Regions from separate parts of the Sus scrofa genome. Here region 2 is linked to region 1. Evidence: chromatin contacts called from public Hi-C data. All regions are on one chromosome and are shown on one strand. Each heading gives the region's core, a stretch centred on a gene start, on an enhancer-like site or on the middle of the called end of the contact. The rest is flanking DNA. Distances are from core to core; before and after follow the strand shown. Region 1 holds the start of BTBD9 (BTB domain containing 9). Region 2 holds the start of GLO1 (lactoylglutathione lyase).

Region 1 (5,912 bases), core at 2,301-4,800:
AAATCATAGACAATCTGATCTTCTCCTTTGATAGATGAAAAACCCAAGCCTGGAATAGCCAAGTTGCCAAAGGTTACTTAGCTAGTTAACAGCTAGAACCAAGACTAAAATCCCAAACTCCCACCAACTAGTCCAGATGCCAATCCACTCTAGTGACCTGCTTTTCAGACCCCAGGAATTTGGTGTCTACCTCTACTAACTCACTACAACTGCTATTGATGGTCACCAGCCACATTTGTGTTGCTAAATCCAATCCTTTTCAGCCCTTGATATACTTGCCCTATTTGTGGTCTCTGGCTCAGATGGCTCCATCTCCCCTTTTCAGTTCTTTCCTCCCTTGCCTCCAGAGGCATTACACTCCCCTGGTTCTTTTCTCTCTCTAGCATTGTCCCTCAGACTGTGGGTTTCTGTGCATCTGCCACTGCCTTTTAAACGAAGTGCTTCCCGGGATCCTCTGTACTATTTCTTCTATGTTCTTTGATTGACCTCATCCAGGCCTAGGACTTAAATGACCAATTGTAAGTTAATGTCCTCTAAATCTCTTTTAACTCAATGTCTCTCCTCATTCAAAGACCTGTGTTAATTCAGCTGCTTATAGGATATTTCCCTCTGGGTACAAAGGTTCCCTTCATCAAGCTACAGTTACATTGCAGTTGTCTTTGAGGGAGCCTAATAAATTGCGTTCTCTCTATCTCTTTTTTTTTCCTCTAGGTAAAAGAGAATGCAGCAAGAGACAAACTATCATCTTTATTATTGAATATATTCCTTTCCTATTGCTGTTGTTAAAAATTACCGCAAACTTAGTGGCTTAAAACAACATAAATTTATTATCTTACAGTTCTGGAGATAAGAGATCCTACAATCAAGGCGTTGGCAGGGCTTGAGGGGAGAATCTGTTTCCCTGCCTTTTCCAGCTTCTAGAGGCCACCAGCATTCCTTGGCTCCATCTGCAAAGCCAGCAGTGCAGATTCTTAAAATCTTTCTCTCTGACCTCTGCTTTCATCATTGAATCTCATTCTCTGACTCCCACTCTCCTGCCTCCAGCCCACCAGACAATCCAAGATAACCCATCTCAAGATCCCTAATTTAACACACCTGCAAAGTCCCTTTTGCCATGTAGGGTGACATTCACAGGTTCTGGAGATTAGGACATGAACCTCTTTCAGGGACCATAATTCTGTATACTATAACTAACAAAGTTGGTATTGGATATTACCTGTGGACGCAGAGCTCCCTAATGCTAAAGTCTAAAATCAAATAGGGGAGTTCCAGTCTTGGCGCAGAGGAAATGAATCCAGACTAGGAACCATGAGATTGTGGGTTTGATCCCTGACCTTGCTCAGTGGGTTAAGGATCTGGCATTGCCGTGAGCTGTGATGTAGGTCGCAGACATGGCTCGGATCTGGCGTTGCTGTGGTTCTGGCGTAGGCTGGCAGCTGTAGCTCTGATTTGACCCCCCCCTCCCCCAGACTGGGAACCTCCATATGCTATGGGTGCAGCCCTAGAAAGACAAAAAAAAAAAAAAAAATAGCTTTACTAACTTGTATTCCTGGACTAGGCACCCTCAATCCCACCCCTAGGCCCTGCTCCTGGTGAATCAGAGAACACAAATTTCCCTAATGGAAGCTTTCTTTTCTTCTTTTCTTTTTTCTTTCTTTCTTTTTTTTTTTTTTTGGCTACACCCACAGCATGTGATAGCTCCTGGGTCAGGGACTGAACCTGTGCCACAGCAGTGACTGGAGCCACAGCAGTACAACACTGAATCCTTAACCTGCTGGGCCATGAGGGGACTCCAGAAGCTTTAAGAAGAAAAAATGGTATGGGCTACACATATCCATTTTCTCCTTTTAATTTCATCAGCCAGGAAATCACTGCTCCAGCGAGGAGTGAGCTGGAGGCAGGTGCAGTGAGAAGCCAGGATTATATTATGTACAAATGAATGTTACTTTGTATTGAAGGAAACATGATGAGTGAAGAATAAATGTTTCCCCAACATATCCATTTTTGAACTTATCATCATATCCCACAAATCTGATCATCCTCCTCGGACTGTCACTGTTATTATCTAGTACCTTAGATCAGAAACTTATAGACGTTCCCATCGTGGCACAGTGGTTAACGAATCCTCAGTGGTTAACGGAATCTGACTAGGAACCATGAGGTTTCGGGTTCAGTCCCTGGCCTTGCTCAGTGGGTTATGGATCCAGCATTGCCTTGAGCTGTGGTGTAGGTCGAAGATGTGGCACGGATCCCGCATTGCTGTGGCTCTGGCATAGGCCAGTGGCTACAGTTCCAATTAGACCCCTAGCCTGGGAACCTCCATATGCCTCGGAAGTGGCCCTAGAAAAGGCAAAAAGACAAAAAAAAAAAAAAAAAAAAAAGAAAGAAACTTGTAGATAACTTAGACTCATTCTTCTTCACATCTTGTTAAATGTCCCCACCATTTACCCCGGCACCCATACTAGAAACTTGGCCTACTTGTCTTTCCCTCACTCAGTGCTGTCAACTCTACTACCTCAACAGTGCTCACCTCTATCCCTTCCTCTGCCTATTCCCACTGCCAATGCTTTGGTTAAGCCTCTGACCACTTCTTATGTGGAGTACAGCTATGACCTCGTAATGGTCTTCTGCCTCAAGCTTTGCTCTTTCTGTCCATTTTCACTTGCATACCTTTACTCACGAAACTTTGTCTGGAATTAAGCATGCTTTCCAGTTATTGTCTCCAAATCCCCACACCCCGGACCTCCAGTTTGCCCACAGATCAAGCAGAATTGACTGTCCAACAAGCAGGATCAGATTTGTACCTAGGTTTCCCTGACTCCAAAGTCCAGGCTCTTAACTGCTCTTGCCCGACTGTTTTCTCTTATAAAAAAGATGTTTTAAAGTCCAGTGAGCCTTATACTTTAAAAACACCTTTGCATACATTATTTTCTTTTAGCCGCACAATTCTCCAACGTAGGCAGAATGGGTAGTTATCCTCATTTATAAAATGAGGAAACAGTCTGGGGAATTAGGCCAGGTCCGTCACACGCTGCTGCTAGTGAACGAGTGTCATTCAGCGGTCTTCCACATTAGCCGTGCACTCAGCCCCTTCTGGTCCCAGTCTTTGGAGAGACTTCCTGAACGCTGCAGAACTGGCCGTGGTGTCCTCCCAACTCTGGACAAGGCCGCTGCTCTTTCCACGGGCGCCCCAGCGATTGCGACAGGGACCTTCCCACTTGCAGTGACGCAATCAGTTACGCCAAACAGTGACGTACACTGACATGACTTACCCTGAGCCAGGTGCCGGCAGGACGGCCACACCCTGGGGCCCCCTACTCTAGAGGGCAGCGGGTCTCGCGGGTGGGGTAAGCCGCAAAACCCGCGGGAGGTAACTCCGGGTCCTAAATCCCCGGATCCCGCGGGCCCGCCACCGATCGGTTGCTAAGTGACGCCAGCGCGCAGAGGCGCGTGCGCGGCCACGGCGGTGTGCGTGAGAGCGGACGCGCGCCGCGGCGGCGGCGGTGGCGAGGACGGCGGTGACGGCAGCGGCCGAGGGGGCGGTGGCTACGAGGGGGGTGCGAAGCGGGCGGAAGAGGCGTCTGTGCCCGCGGCGAGGTCGCAGAGGAACATCGTGGGAGTGAGTAGCCGCGGCCTCGCTGGGGAGGTGGGGCCTGGCCGCACCTGCTGCGCGGGCCCGGGGCGCGGGGACGCGCTCCCCTCCATGCCCCGCAGCCGCTTTCTCCGGGGGCGGGGAAGGAGCGGGGACAGAGCGGGGACGGGGGCTGACGAGGGTCAATTCTTGGGCGCGGGCGCTCTGGCAAGCGGCAGCCGGGGATCAGCGAAGCCTCTTTAGTCCTGAAAGGTGTCGTGGGGAGCAGGCGTCGGGGTGGGGCGGTGGTTCGGGGTGGCTCTGCCAGGCTTCGGACCGAGAAGTCGGAATCCCGAGAAGCCCGGGTTCCCGGAGTAGCCTCACCTGCTGCCCCTCGAGACCTGGCCGAGGCGGAACCGGGGACGCTGTGATTGGGGTTCGGAAAGTTTGGCATTGCTGGGGCCTTCAACGCCCCTGCCCTGGCTGGGCCCCGAGGAGGAGAGGGTTGTTATGGAGAGAGTTGTGAATCTGTGCCTGCGTGCGGCATCAGACACACCCACGACCTGGGGAAGGCGATCTGTCAGTGTAGAGGGGGCGGCCAACCTGTTGCCTGGTGTTTCCAACTTCATGGGTGTGTGCACGTGTTTAATGCACGCACAAAACTTTGGCGGCCCTGAGCATTTTTATCACATTGTTGCTGCAGATTTTGAAGCCAAGGGACAGATAGCCATCTATGGTTCTTCTTCCTATACTCAAATCACCTGTTTTATTTCCCTAAACTATGTTGCTCTTCTGTCATTATTAGGGCCAAGGAAGTGTGGAGGCGGTGGTTTTTGTTTTTCTTAAAAGTAATGGAGGCTTGCTGTTTACTAGGCAGAAAATACAGATTCTGTTCGGCGTGTGGGCTAGAAAATGTAGATGGTCTTACAAGCTTGATTGGAAAGGTGCAGCTAATTATCAGTCCAGTGCTTTCTTCTTGATGCGCTGGACTCCCTCGTGGGTAGATGTGTGATGGGTGTAGTGACCATGCTTGGGAGAATGGAGTATGGGAGGTAGAAAAGCAGTCAGCCTTTTCTGACTGTTGATGAAGGCAGTGCCTAGAACCGGCAGAAAGAGACTATACTGACATTTAATCATGATTTGTGCAGGAAATTAAAAAAAAACAACTTGTAACTTTCCATTTAGCGTTAAAATTCTGTGATTCAGTTGCATCACTGAGGATCTGTAAAGTATGTTGCTTGAGGTTCTTTCATCTTGGAACCAGTGACAACCTTGCTCCGTTACTTGGAATTCAGTATCTTGCGCGCTGAAATACAATACCTTTTAGGACAGAAATCATGTTTGTTTTCTTCAGGGCCATATCTCTAGTACCTACGAAAGTGCCTGCCACAGGATAGGCACGTAATAAATATTTATTATATATGACACCACGGATAAGTCATGGGTCAGTGTATAGCAAGCATTTAACTCAGTCCTTCAAGTAGTTAATACCTTTGTCCCCTCTGCCCGTTATTATGCTATATGTGGGAAGAGGATTGTGGGATTACAAATGACATAAAAGACCTGTTTTTTTTTTTTTCCCCCTTTAAAAGCAAACAGTCTAGCTAGGAAAATAAAACATGTAATATAATTATGAAACCAAATGAGGTGTGTAAACAGGTGTTATGTGAAATGCTATACTTTTGAGTGTAGTAGAAGTTTAGAAGAGATAAGACTTGTGGGCTGAGTGAGTGAATTCTTTGGGAGAGGTAAGATTTGATCTTGTCTTTGTCATTTTTCTTTTTCTTTCTTTTTTTTTTTTTTTTGCCTTTTCTAGGGCAGAGAACTAGACTTCTGTCTTCTTTGGGAAGCTGGGTGCCAGTGTTCCTGGATTTTCTTTTTTTTTTTTTTTTGGCTGTCCTGTGGCATATGGAGGTTCCCAGGCTAGGGGTCTAATCGGAGCTGTAGCCACCGGTCTATGCCAGAGCCACAGCAACTCGGGATCCAAGCTGAGTCTGCAACCTACACCACAGCTCATGGCAATGCCGGATCCTTAACCCACTGAGCAAGGCTAGGGATTGAACCCGCAACCTCATGGTTCCTAGTCGGATTTGTTAACGATTTGGAACTCCTGATCTTGTCTTTGAAAGAAGTGTGAAATTTCTCTTAGAGAAGAGATAGTCGTATGTTGAGAAAACTGTGAATTTGGTCATTGGGTGATATATTGAGGCACTTTACATGTCCTATGAGTGGAGCAGAAGTCTCTGATAGGGGAGATTTGGGAAGATAAGGTTTAGCAGGTGGGGAAGGGCAAGTATTAAGACTAAGGCAGGTTTATCACCATTCCACTGATAACAAGATA
Region 2 (6,359 bases), core at 818-3,317, 61 kb before region 1:
TGAATAGATCTCCTAATCTTAATTTTACAAACGAAAATGAAAAAAAAAAAAAAAAAGGTATATGTACCTTGCAGTGGGTTGAATGGTGTCCCTTCAAAAAAAAAAACTATGTCCAAGACTTAACTTCTGGCACCTGTCTGTCTGTGAATGTGACCTTGTCTGAAAATGGTGTCTTTGCAAATGTAGTAAGGACCTCAAGGTGAGATCACCCTGGGTCTACTGTGGGCCCTTAATCCTCTGACTAGTGTCCTTAGAAGAGGAAGAGGAAAGAGATTTCAGATCCGGTGAAGAAGGCCATATGAAGCCCAAGGCAGAGACTAGCGTTATAATGCCACAAACCAGGGAACATGTGGAACCACCAAAAGCTGGAAGAGGCGAGAAAGTATTCTTCCCTGGAGCCTTCAGAGAGAGAGTATAGCCCTGCCAACAACTTGATTTCACACTTCTAGCTTCCAGAATTGTGAGAGAGTAAATTTTGGTTGTTTTAAGCCACCAAATTTTTGGAAATTTTTTACATCAGTTCTAGGAAACTAATAGCCCTGCTACCAAAAAGGAAACACTTCTGGAGTTCCCTGGTGGCCTATTGGTTAAGGACTCAGTGTTGTCACTGTGGTGGCTCAGGTTCAGTCCCTGGCCTGAGAATTTCTGGATGTTGTGGGCATGGCCAAAAAAAAGAAAACAAAAGAAAAGAACCACTTCTAGACCATATTTGGAATTTGTGCCTTCCAAAATACTGACTATTCTAAACTATTCCTTCCCCACTACTGCCATCTTCCCTTTTGTTTCTGTATGTGGCACTTACTACTTTTAAGCTTTTAAAAAGTATTTTATACATATTTAAGATACACAGAGAGGTATAAAGAATAATACAACTATCCATTTACCCAACATCCAGCTTAAGCTGTAAAACAATGTCAAAACATTTAAAGCCCAAGTGTATCCCTCCTCTTTGGCTTCCTTCATTGCTGCACAGAGGAAATCATGTTCCTGAATGGAGTTGTTTATTCCCAGGCACTTCCTGATGCCATTACTGGATGTATATTTAGCTCTAAGCAATACATTATATCACTGCAGAGTTTAAAGCTTAGCAAAAATTGTATTGATCATATGAATTCTTATATAACATTAATTATTTCATTTCTATTTCTAAGATTTATCAATGTTGAAATATGTCCCCCACATTCATTAATTTTCACTTACGTATATTATTCCACTGTATGAAAATAAACTATTTTCTTACTTTGGACATTTCGGCTTCACCTATTTTTTTTTTAATTCAACCTTGTTTCTTATACTTAGAGTATAGGCACAATAATCCTCTAGGATATATACTTAATAGTGGATCCTAGGATGTGTTATCTTTAACTTCTGGATGCTGTCAAGTTATTTTCCAAAGTGTTTATAATAATTTAAATTTCCGCTACCAAACGTTGCTCCTCATTCAAACCAACGCTTGAACACGGTTAAAATATATGCCCTAGTATAATTAACATAAAACACACTGCAAGTTATGGACATTTAGATAGTAGTGAAATCATAACAAATATCCTGTGATCCTCACCAAAATCCTGCAAGGAAGCTCAGAGAAGGGTCGGTAAATATTCCAAGATTCTAGAACTAATAAATATTGGAACCAAAACCTGAACCAAGGTTTTTGACAAAGTCAGAGTTGTTTTAATTATCCCGTGCCGCTTAAACTGAGAGAATACTTTTGGATCCTTATCATTTAAAAATTATAACTCCCCATTCTCTTTCCACCAGATTCCTACTTCCTAGCACTTTGCAGCCCTGAGGTATAGTAGTTACTGAACTTTAACAGTTAAACAGAATCAAAATTGGGTCATCAAGCAACTGAGAGAACCGCGCTTTCAAGCTGGCAGCGTTTTTTTGTTTGTTTTTCTGTTTTACCTCAAGCTTGCCTCCATCACACGCAAGGCACCTTGGGCATTGTAGTCTTGGGCGCAGACCTGTGGCCGGAGGCGCTCACTCACTGGAACCCAATCAGCAGAAAGCGAATTTGCTCTCCGCGCAGCTATTGGCTGAAAGTCAGCAGCCACCCGCCCTGCCGCGCCGTCGCGTGGTCGCTGGTTAGAGGGAGCTTGGGGCGGCTGTGGGAGGCTGCTGCATTCTCGGGGACCGTCTTCGGTGATACGCAATTAGCCATGGCAGAACCGCAGCTCGCGTCCAGCGGCCTCACCGACGAGGCTGCCCTCGCCTGCTGCTCCGACCCGGACCCCAGCACCAAGGTGGGCGCAGTACCTAATTCTCCAGAGTCGAAGCCCTGCGTGGCGCGACTGGGGCCCCCTGAAGGGAGCAGATCCCCGGGCTCAGCCAGGCCCAGCTTGGGCTGGGTGATTCGAATACCGTCTGGCCACCCCTGCAGCTCCGCCCGCTTTGGGCTGACCGGAGTGGGCTGGGAAGAGAGCCAGTAGTGTCCAAAGGGGGATGATCCGTCTCTTGAAGTTTTTTTAAAAGACCGCGCGCGACCCTCCTTTGATTTGTTTGGTTTGGGATGGTAACTGGAAACCACGGCTGAGCCAGGATCAGAGCCCTTGTCTGTGTGTGTGCATGTTCCCTAGGTCAGTAGCCAGGGCTGGTAAGAGGAGCAGTTTCAGACCTCCAGTCTAGGTTCGAAGGTTACGGGCCGGTCCCTCCCAGCCTGGGTCATTTTTCTGTAACTGTCCTGGCTCCGGGTTTAACTCCTGCAAACCAATTCATGGCTCCTGACTTTAACCGCGCCCACAGTTTGGCTTTCGATTGGCCTTTACGGTCGCTTTCGGCCGCACTTGTGCTGTGGCCTCAGGAGACCGCAGAATCGCAGAGCTTAGATCCGAAGGGAATCTTAGAAATTCCTTCACTGACCGTCGCTTTGCAGCTGAGACTCAGTAAAAGGAATGACCAGTTGTAGATGAAGGCTTTCATCCCTTCAGCTTGCTTAACGTGTCTGTGGTGAGTCAGTGTAACTCGCTCGGGCGTGGTGCCTCCGTGAATTGTCAAGATTAAACCCAGCAGCCGCTCCGGAGGTTTACCCCAAAGTCCTCAGCACTATCAGTAAACGCCTTAGTATTATTCATTTGACTCAGGAAGTTCTAAATGCCTTGGAGATCGGTTAGTGCATTGTACGGACCTCTAAAACCAGTAGGTGACTTTAGTCCCTACTTGTTCTTTGCCTGCAGGGTGAAGCTTCAGACATTTCTAATTGCTAAAGCCTTTGACTAGCACCTGGTAGTACTTAGCTTAGGAAAAATGTTAGTCACTGCAAAATTAAAGGGGAAAGAAGTAAATATATATATATATTTCTTCTCACATTCATTTTACTTTTATACTCTCTAATGTTAATACCTAGTTATTTCACATAATGTAGAGTCAGAGTAAATTAATGTTCCAGATAACTGAGCTTTTTATGTACTAGACTATTTAAAAAAAAAAAACAACGGATTTCAAGGCTAGCTTTATAAAATTGATTGAATATAGTTAGTTCCTTGCATTCTTAATTTACACTGCATACAATCTCATTTTTTTTTATTTGGAGTAACTTTTATGGCCTTAGGCATTTTTTGAGGCACCACGTGGGGAACATAAAAGGAGTATGTAGTAGTAGCTGATACATATGTTGAATGTGTCGGGCCCTGGTTTGTTATTTTAAGTACATTACTTGATTTAATCCTCACAACAACCCTGTGAGGAAGACATAATTATCTACATTTTACATATAAGGAGGCAGTGGCACAGAGGTGTTGAGTAGTTTGCCCAAGAAGAAGTCCACACTCCTAGCTTCCACCCTGTTCTGTTTCTAGAGTACTAACTACAGCAGTAATTTTGGAACCTGACATGAAGAAAAGTAAAAAAATGTTAAACCTAAGTGAATTCACTCCATCTGATCACTGTTCACTTGCAAAGAGCTTGGTAGGCACCTTGGGAGATACTGGGATGAACAAGATGAAGTTCCTCCCTTCACCAAACATACCCTCTAACCTAAAATGGAACTAAGATTATGTGCTATTGAAAATATAAAGTGCTGTAAGGAGTTCCCATGTGGCTTAGCGGATTAAGGATCCAGCATTGTCACTACTGTGGCTTGAATTGCTGCTCTGGCGCAGGATGGATCCCTGGCCCGGGAGCTTTTGTATGCAATGGCAGCATCAAAAGTAAAATAGAATAAAAATTAAAGTGCCATGGGAGCACAGGAGGTTGAGATTTTTCAAAGATAGCATTTGTGGTATGATGTATGCTCAGGGTATTTGGAGTCTAGAGACTTAGGTTTGAATCCCCTGTTCTGTCACTGTCTGCAGTGATCTTAGTAGGGCACTCGGGCTGAGTTCGTAAAAGCAGCATTAAGAGAAAACGTATTGATGTCCTCTAAACTATGAAAAGCAATACAATTCAAGGTTGTATTTCAACTGTGAGTGTCAGGGAGTGCATCAAGCAGAAGGTGAAAGTGAGCCCAGGCCCTCACATGGGAGGGCACGCTAGGTGGGGGAAACTTTGAGCAAAAATGCAGTGAGATGGCACAAAGATGCAGTGTGGAGCATGTTCTGGAGAGGTGAGTGATGTGTTTTGAGTTCAGGTTATTTCTAAGCAGTGGAGCAGTAGTGGAGGAGACTATAGAGTGGTAGGTTGGAGCTAAATTATGAAGAGAGCTTTGAATGTCACTTATAAGGAAATTGTATTTTATATAGTTTGTGAACCGTTCAGGGTTTCAAATCATTCTGTAGCCTAGAATTGTGGGATCCAATCCTGGAGGTGATAAGGACACCTAAAAGTCTCTTCCAGAAGGTGAGATAAGTGATAAGGTCTGGCTTGGAAAGGAGACAGCAGTGGTGGTAAAAAGTCAACTTTCTTGTGGATCATTTGCATCTTTGTCATACCGATCAAAGAATGTACAGCCACACCGCATTCTGGGCAGTCTGACTTAGCTAACTTCCTTGTAAAGGCCAAATACTTCTTTTCTCAAGTAGTGATCTCCTGAAATACATTCTTTTTACTGTCTCTGACAGTGTCCTTTGATACAGTTATCTGGAGTCCCTTCCCATCTGAGTGGTAGGTGATTGGGTCAGGGAAAACCTTCAGTGTTGGTGACACACTGAGTTTTATCAAATGCAGAGGAGGTAGTTGGTAGAGTTGTATGCAAGGGTTGGGGAAAAGAAGAATGGAAAGGAGGAAGGAAGAGGGATAGTGGCCAGGTGGATGAATGACTGTTCCAGGCAGAGAGAATCATAGTATATATATATATATATATATATATATAAGCACAGTGATGTTGGAGAATTGACACAGGGACCTAAAGGTACACAAAGAGACAAAGTCATAGGCATTGGAAGGTGAAGAGAAGGTACACAAAACAATCATTGGGATGCTCAAAGAAAATACGAACATTCTCTCTCGTTAGGTTCATTTGTTTTTCTTACCCTGTGATCATTACTATTTGGTAAATACATTTTATAATATGTATGTTTTATTAGTATATTTACACTTATATACAATTTAAATATGAATAGGGAGTTCCTGTCGTGGCTTAGTGATAACGATCCCAACTAGTGTCCTTGAGAATGCAGGTTCAGAGTTCCCTTGGTGGCACAGTGGTTAACGAATCCGACTAGGAACTATGAGGTTATGGGTTCGATCCCCGGCCTTGCTCAGTGGGTTAACGATCCAGCGTTGTCGAGAGCTGTGGTGTAGGTTGCAGACGCGGCTCGGATCCCGCATTGCTGTGGCTCTGGCGTAGGCCAGCAGCTACAGCTCCGAGTAGACCCCTAGCTTGGGAACCTCCATATGCCGAGGGTCAGTAGCTATAGCTCCAATTGGACTCCTAACCTGGGAACCTCCATGTGTCTTGGCCCTAGAAAAGACAAAACAAAAAAAAAAAAAGAGAGAGAGAGAATTCAGTTTCCATTCCTGGTCTCTCTCAGTGGGTTGGGTATCTGGCATTGCCATGAGCTGTGCTGTAGGTCGCAGATGCAGCTTGGATCCCGAGTTGCTGTGTCTGTGGTATAGGCCGGCAGCTACAGTTCCAATTTGACTCCTAGCCTGGGAACTTCCATATGCAGCAAGTGCAGCCCTAAAAAGACCAAAAAAAACGAGCTAAATAAATAAACATACATTTATGGGAGGATGTGTGCTTCTTTTATTAAACTGACGAAGGTATGAAATCAAAACCATTTAAGATGACCAGTTTAGTGGAGTGATAACCAAAGATGAAGTTTGAGATGTATGCTTGCTTTGGGGACTTTCTCCTAAAAGCTGTGAGCCAGTTTTTTAACCCAGAAATGACACAGTTGGGTCATTATAGAAGGTTCTGTCTTGTAGCCTTTTTTTTTTTTTTTTTTTTTTTTTTTTTGTCTTTTTAGGGCCACACCCAA

The links. Hi-C and Micro-C count contacts between places; a contact is called where the count stands out from the background.
Region 2: a contact with region 1 is called in a Hi-C map of liver, with 3 times the contacts expected there. The contact joins the promoter of GLO1 here to the promoter of BTBD9 in region 1. A contact is called at or near these places in 7 of 47 Hi-C or Micro-C datasets (alveolar macrophages, blood, fetal heart ventricle and 3 more) and 1 of 2 datasets of contacts at active chromatin or transcription factors (alveolar macrophages).

The regions. Positions count from the first base shown.
Region 1 is chr7:34,120,235-34,126,146 of Sscrofa11.1, reverse strand. It overlaps BTBD9 (BTB domain containing 9), which reads left to right and starts at 3,550. Exons shown (of 12, transcript NM_001243303.1): 1 at 3,550-3,619. It overlaps LOC110261680 (a long non-coding RNA gene), which reads right to left and starts at 3,266. Exons shown (of 5, transcript XR_002346133.1): 1 at 2,671-3,266; 2 at 837-947.
Region 2 is chr7:34,179,268-34,185,626 of Sscrofa11.1, reverse strand. GLO1 (lactoylglutathione lyase) reads left to right here and starts at 2,067. Exons shown (of 6, transcript XM_001927957.5): 1 at 2,067-2,246. The coding sequence starts at 2,163.